2 separate regions of the Hordeum vulgare genome follow, and region 2 is linked to region 1. The links are chromatin contacts, called in public Hi-C maps. All regions are on one chromosome and are shown on one strand. Each heading gives the region's core, a stretch centred on a gene start, on an enhancer-like site or on the middle of the called end of the contact. The rest is flanking DNA. Distances are from core to core; before and after follow the strand shown.

Evidence for each region. Hi-C and Micro-C count contacts between places; a contact is called where the count stands out from the background.
Region 2: a contact with region 1 is called in a Hi-C map of leaf, with 2.9 times the contacts expected there. The contact joins the promoter of LOC123397871 here to the promoter of LOC123452224 in region 1. A contact is called at or near these places in 2 of 6 Hi-C or Micro-C datasets (leaf and seedling) and 1 of 1 datasets of contacts at active chromatin or transcription factors (embryo).

What each region holds. Positions count from the first base shown.
Region 1 is chr5H:87,372,719-87,376,277 of MorexV3_pseudomolecules_assembly, forward strand. It overlaps LOC123452224 (scarecrow-like protein 34), which reads right to left and starts at 1,787. Exons shown (of 2, transcript XM_045128839.1): 1 at 1-1,787. The coding sequence starts at 1,608.
Region 2 is chr5H:88,017,479-88,020,917 of MorexV3_pseudomolecules_assembly, forward strand. It overlaps LOC123397871, which reads left to right and starts at 1,432. Exons shown (of 14, transcript XM_045092392.1): 1 at 1,432-1,761; 2 at 3,078-3,439. The coding sequence starts at 1,738.

The sequences.
Region 1 (3,559 bases), core at 537-3,036:
CTCATGGGCATACTTCTTGAGCCTGCGCCCTGTCTCCTCAATCCGCTCTGTTGGCCGGAACCCAGGCTGGGGGAGATCGATACCAGTGATCCTAACATTTGGCGGCCCTCCAGGCCTTTGTGATATCCGTCGCAGAAAGCACGGCCACTGGAACCCATATTGTATACCATAATCGATGATATGTATCTTCTTCTTCCCCAGGGAGGCATTATAGATTGTACTATTTGAGAATAGGAAAAACACCTTCTTGAAACAGATGGCTGCCATGTACAGCTGGTAAGCTTTGAGCATGTCCACAGCTGAGATGCGTGTTGCCATGAGCGACTGGTGTACGAGGCCACCTGTGCCCGCCATCCGCGCCTGCAGGCCCTCTGCAAAGCAATGCGCGAGGCGCTGAGTCCCATCGCCATCAGGGCGAGCATGCAGCTTGATCTGCTTCAGCAGCTCTGTAGCGCTCCGGCGGTCATCCGTGGCAACAGCCTGCGCGCAATGGATGAGCAGCGTGCGCAGGTCCACCACATCGGAACCACCACGCCGGCCCCTCCCCTTGCCGTTGCCCCCCTTCCCGCCGCCGCCATCATTCTTTGCCACCGCCTCCTGCATGGCGATCCGCAGGTTCTCCATCTGCACGATGCACATCTCGTCTGAGGGCATCAGCATCCTGTCGAACATCTCCCGTGCAGAGACGTCGTCTCCCAGCGCACTCTGCTTGCTGCTCCTGCCACCCTCCTGCTCCAGCTCGTCATCATGGTAGGGGTTCTTCCGACCTCGGCCGCCACCAGAGTTGGCCGAGACCGAATCCACCGCCTCCTCCTTTTTTACGCTGAGCACAGCCGGCGCCGACGCAGGAGCTGCGTGGCCATTGAATCCAGCAACGAGCTTGTCCTCCCTGGGCAGGAACTTGTTGCCCTCCTCGACGCCCTTGAAGAACTGGCCAGAGGAGGCCTCGAGGTCGATGACGAGCTTGTCCTGACTGGGCAGGAACTTGTTTGCCTCCTGCATCCCCTTGAGGAAGGCGGAGCTCATGAGGTCGGAGTTGGCGCCGCCGCCGAAGAAGGCGGCGGGATCGAGGTCGACGGGCTCGTACCGGAAGCGGTCGTAGGAGTCAACGGCGGCGGGCGTGGGGGGCAGCTGGGCGGCGGTGCCGACGGAGGCGTCGGAGGGGGAGCACGGGGAGACGGCGCGGTTGTTGCTGTCGTCGGAGGTGGAGTTGGAGGAGGGATCGGAGAGGATCTCGAGGAAGGGCTGCTGCGCCTCGAGGAGCGCGGGGTTGTCGGGGAAGTCGTAGAAGAACTTGTCGTCGATGTCCTCTTCCATGAGTATGCGGGAGATGAAGGGCAGCACGAGGTCCTCCGGCGTGGAGGAGGGGGAGTCGCCGCCGCCGCCGCCGCCGCCGGCGGCGGCGTCGTGGCCGTCAGGGGAGGGTTCTTGCTGCTCCTGCTCGTGGTGCGGGGTCGGGGGGAGGTCGAGGTAGGCGGAGGGCGAGCCGGGGATGAGGTCGGATAGGTAGAGGTTGAGGGAGGGGTCGCCGGAGCCGGGGGAGCCCGTGTCGGCGGGGAGGTAGGAGGGGAAATCCATGTCGTGGGGGAGGTAGGAGGAGGAGCCCATGGCGGCGGGGGAGGTGGGAGAGGGCAAGTTGGGGTTTTGGTGGTTTTGTAGAGGTTGGGAGCGGAAGGTTCTGCGAAGGAGCGGAGGGTGGGATCAGGGGGGATTGGCCACCGGAACTGAGAGAAGACGGGAGGGAGAAGGGGAATGGGGAGGTGAGGCGAGGGGATGAGGGAGAGGAAGAGAGGGAGGAGGGACACGCTGGTGGACGGAATATTCTGATGTTTCTGCGGCGGCCGGCATTGTGGGCTGTGGGCTGTGGGCTGGGCTGTGGTCGGGTTAGGTTCGGCCCGGCATCGGTCCGGTCAAGAAGAGGTCGTCTCCTTCTTTTTTAAAGGCAACATCAATTCTCATTAACTATAACGGTGCGAGTGCAAATCATCCTCAACACAAGCTGCCACTTGGGCAGGAACAAGGCTCTCCCACTCCTCAAAGTGGTTAATTTCATACATACGACCAATGCTAGCTAGCTGATGCGCAGCGAAGTTTGCCTTTCGGCGACACACCGTTATCTTATGCTTGGAGAACCAAATCTCCAGTTGGTATTTTAGGTCTTCAATCACCGCTGCATACGCCGACGCATCCACTCGAGCAAGGTCCATAGCTTCCATAAGCAGCATGCTATCAGTCTTGAAGATAACTTTCACCAAGCCTAGATCAGCACCTAGTGATATTGCATGTGAGAGGGCATAAACCTCAGCAGCGAATGCATTTTGTACATGATCCTGCCGACCCGCGCGCGCAGCGATTACTTCTCCGGTAGCATCACGAGCAACAACGCCCCATCCCGAGTTGTCCTGCCCCGGGATGAATGAGCCATCTGCGTTAATCTTTATCATATCACCTGGAGGCGGTCTCCACCGAGTGGGGCACTTCCCGGGTTTTGGCGCACTGAATATTTGCATATATTCCAACACATTAGCCCTGGATCTCCTTGCCACCTCCTCGGCAGGCTCCGGCAACTCCCCTTCCCTGAGTTTGTTTCGGTTGGACCACCAGAGCCACCAGAACGTGAGGATGTGCATGCGTTTTATCTCACTCAAGTTCCATATGTAGTCTAAGGCACGATACACCGATGGAATTTCTTGCAGATCCCTCCTTTCCTTCTCCAGCTCCAACGCCCTCCAGACCACCTTAGCATATTTGCATTTGATCAAGAGATGTCCTCCATCTTCCTCGGCCCTCCCACGGAAGAGGCACTTAGTGTCCTCCACTGGAATGCCCCTCTTCTTGAGGTTCGAGCAGAGTGCCAGAGACCCATGCTTCAACCTCCAGGCGAACATCTGAATGTTTCTCGGGCCTGGTAGCTTCCACATCCTCGTCCAAGAGTCGTTCGAGCCTAGGCTTATAATTGTTGCTGCTGAGCTAGAACCCACTTCTCCTTGTTACCGAGGTTTGATGAGCTTTACTTGCAATTTGTATGCGCTTTTCACAGAATGTGCTCCCTTGCTATCATACTGTCAGGCCACAAAGTCCGGCACACCCTCTCTTAGCGGGATTCACTGGATATACCGGGCATCATCAGTCCAGAAAGTCTCCCGAACAAGTCGCTTGTCCTAGGTCCCTGAAGCCGGATCGATAAGGTCGCTGACGTACTCCAGTAGGTTTCCCCGCCGAGGCGTAATCACTCGTATCGACCACGGTCTCAGAATCCAAGGGTCCCGCCAAATGCTGACACTCTCGCCATCGCCAATGCGCCAAATGTAGCCCTCCTTGATTAGCTCCAGCCCATGCAACAGACTTCGCCATGAGTAGGAGATGCCCGATTTTGGGGCCGCTTCAAGCACATGTGTATTGGGGAAGTACCTAGCCTTTTGAACCCTAGCACACAGCGACTCGGGGAACTGAATCAGCCTCCAAATCTGTCTAGACAGCATCGCCTTATTGAAAATTTCCATATCCCGAAACCCTAGTCCTCCTAGATGTTTTGGTTTTTTTAATTTTTCCCAGTTGA
Region 2 (3,439 bases), core at 182-2,681, 640 kb after region 1:
TGTCCCCTCGATCGGGGGGGCCCTGACACCTGATCCCGTGGTCCAAGTGAAGCAGCAAAGCGGAAAAGCATGCATGCATGCACAAGAACGTTTGTGCGCGCGCGCGCGCATTGATCGATCGCCTCATGTAGCCCGCCCGGTGCACGCACCAACGTTAACTAACCGTACGCACGCACGCACGCACGGCCGCTTGACTAGCCCGTTGGCTGTCCCGTTTCAAACCCATCAGATTCCTTCCTCGTAGCACATTCACACCAGCACACATGCATTTTCTGCATGCTTACAAAGCGGCTAGGTTGTAGTACTAGTTTCTCACCGTGTATTTGCCACACCCGCACTGCTAGACCTAAGGAGCACGCGCGCCCGGCCCAATCCGATGCCCCCTCCACGAAAGGAAACGCGCGGCGTGTGCGCGCCTCCTCACGAGCCTCCCCCCGCGGTGGCAACTTCACGGTGCGCGATAGATCCATGCCACCAAACAGAAGAAGCAAAGCAATTCCTTCCTTCCGCCGGCCACACGACGAAATGAATGAATGAATCTTTCCCACCGGAAGGCATGCCAATGCCCATGCGGCAATGCATACACACGCACGAACGCACGGATGGAACACGAACCCCACGCTCGTTCGTTCACACAGCAGCAGCGATGGTGTGCACCAATCATTATCCCGTTCCATTGGCTTCTGATCCGTCAATCCATCCGTCCATGGGTCCGCCGGTCCAGTCCACCCCGGGTCCCCGCGATCGTCCCTGTCCTCATGCGTCCACAGCGTACGTACGTACCAACCCCACCAACACACGCCTATCTCCGCGCGCCCCGAGGAAGATACGCCACAAAACCACCTTCTTTCCTCCTCCCAACCAACCAAACCCCTCGCCGCAAAACCCCAGCACCGCACGCTGCCACTCCGGGGCCACGGCTCTCCGACCCCACCGGTCAGCCACCCAACGCGCAGCAGCAGAAACCCTCCTCCTCCTCCTCCTCCTCTCTCTCTCCTCGACGAGCACCGCCCGGCCGGCCGCCCCCACAGCTCCGGCTCAGCAGCAGCGGCTGTCCCCTCCGCTCTGACACGGCAGCGGGGGCCCAGCGGAAGGCGATGATCGACAAAGCGGACCAAAGCGAGCCCCGCCCACCCCTACCCTACCCTACCCTACCCTACCCTAGCCATAGCTCATCCGGAGGACAGGAGGTCGATCGATGGTCCCACTCCCGCACACCCCGCCCGCCACCTTCGAGGCAGCTTCCGGGGGCCGGTGGTGGAGCGCCACGCGTCTCGACCGCGACGGGGTCTCCCGTTTCCGTTTCCGTGCTACGTCCCGCGCACGGCGCCCCGGGCATGTCAGGAACGGCAAAAAGCGTGGAGCTTTTAATGGGGGGAGGAGGGAGGGAGGTGTGGTGGGGCACGATAGCTGTGAGCAACGGGTGGGGTGGGTACCGGCTACCGAGACATGCTGTGCTAGAGAGACAGTCACAAGAGAGGGACAGGCAGGCAGGCAGGCAGACAGACCAGCGCAGGATAAGTGCTGCTTTTGCAGTCTGGGCTCGCCGTGCGCGGTGGGTGTGTGGGTGCCGGAGGAGAGGAGGAGCGCTCCGCTAGCACTGGTCTACATCTACATAAGAGAAGGGCGATCGAGCGGAGGCGCAGGGTGTCTGTTTGTGTGTGCGAGCGAGGGCCGGGGAGGGCGGTGAGGGGTTTCTCCACGAGCAGCGGAGCAGGCGCGGCGAGGGTTTCCACGATGCCGGCCGCGCGCATGGGAGAGGTGAGAGCGCGAGCGCCGCCTGCATTGCTGCGTGCGTGACCTGCGTGTTGCTGCTTTGTTTGCCCCCCCCTGCGTGTTCGATTCCATCCATTTCTTCGCGGTACGTACGTACGAGATGATTTCGGCCTTGCGGTTTTGGGTGGGGCTCGCCGATGACCTCCGCCGTCGGTGTTTTGCTTTGCATGGCCCGGCCGGCGAGGAGGCCGGCGTACTTCGTTTTCGTTGGTTCTGATGGGTCGCTTCGTTTTGGCTTCGGGGTTGGGTTGGGGTTTTCTCCTTGCCCCTGTTCCTTGGGGTTTTGGGAGGATTGGTCCGGGTGTTTCGCACGGATTTGATCCGGCCCCAGTTCTCTTCTCGCCGGGCTTGTGCGTCCTTCGTCCGACCATTCCGTGCATTTGCTCTGGTTTTGCTCATCAATCGTTTGCTTCATCGGGTGCTTAATTATGCTAGTTTCTTTCTTCTTAGTGCTGATTCCGATCCTGTGCGCTATTCTGTCCGTTTTCTAGCAGCCTCACGAGGGGAGAGCGAGTTCAGTTTCCGTCCGATTGCCCTGCATGCGCGTGTTCTACCGCCATTCGGCTCGATCGGGTGTTGCTTTGGGGTTTTCTATCCCACGAGTTCCAAGTTTTTACATCAGATTAGGAAACGCAAACGCGTGTGTTCTTCTTCCTCATGGTGGTGTCGTTTGATGAGGTCATCTAGTATATTCCTTCCGGCTTTGCTTGTCTTGGCTTTTCTTTTGGCCCGATTTGATTTGACGAGGCAGGCAGAGGCAGGCCCTTGCTGGTGCCGGTGGAGAGAGAGAGAACGAAGACGAGATTCCACGCTTCCGATCATAACCGGAAAGCTTTCCGTCCTCGGCGATCGCTTTGGACGTGGAGCAGACCCTTTTCCCAGCTTCGTTCTCGGGCGTCGTGTCGCCCCCGGCCCGTGATCGACCGACGTGACCAGTCCGCGTTTCCTCCATGATTCGAGCCAAGCGAGAGCCCGCTAGCTGCGCTTTCCCGACCGAGCTTTCGTCGCGCCTGCTTGTTCTTCTTTCCCTTGCGTGTCCCTCCCCGAGGCGATCCAGTTTCCAGTTTCGTGCCTGCGCTCTGGCCGGCTGCAGACCGCCACTCTTGTCATGATGCTAGTACCTTGGCTGCATTCTCCCATACTTCACTTTTGTCATGTTGTTCTCGATCTATCGGTTCTCGTCTCGGTTTTCGCGCGCGATTTTTCGGGCGTCTACACAAAAATGTTTCTTGGGATTTTTTTGCAGCGAGTTTGACTTGTCACTTTTAAATTTTGATGATGATTCGGTTTGGTTGGTGCAGGGCTTGAGCCAAGAGGGTGGCGGGACGACGGAGAGGATGGGCAAGGACACCGACGTGTCCCGCGCCGTCGTGGAGGATGACACCGCGCTCCTCCTCGCGGCGGTGGACAGCATCAAGAAGGCGGCGCTGGGACGGTTGCGCGGCAACGGCGGCTCCGACGCCGCCAGGATCCTCGACCAGGAGATGTCCAACAGGCTCCTCCACCTCGCCTGCAGGCACGACGCCGTCGAGTGCGCCAGGCTCCTCCTCGACGGGGAGTACGGGATCACGCCGGCCTCCGTCGACGCCAGGGACCAGCTCACGCGGACGCCGCTCCACGTCGCCGCCGACGCGCACTCCAAGAGGTGCATCCAGCTGCTCCT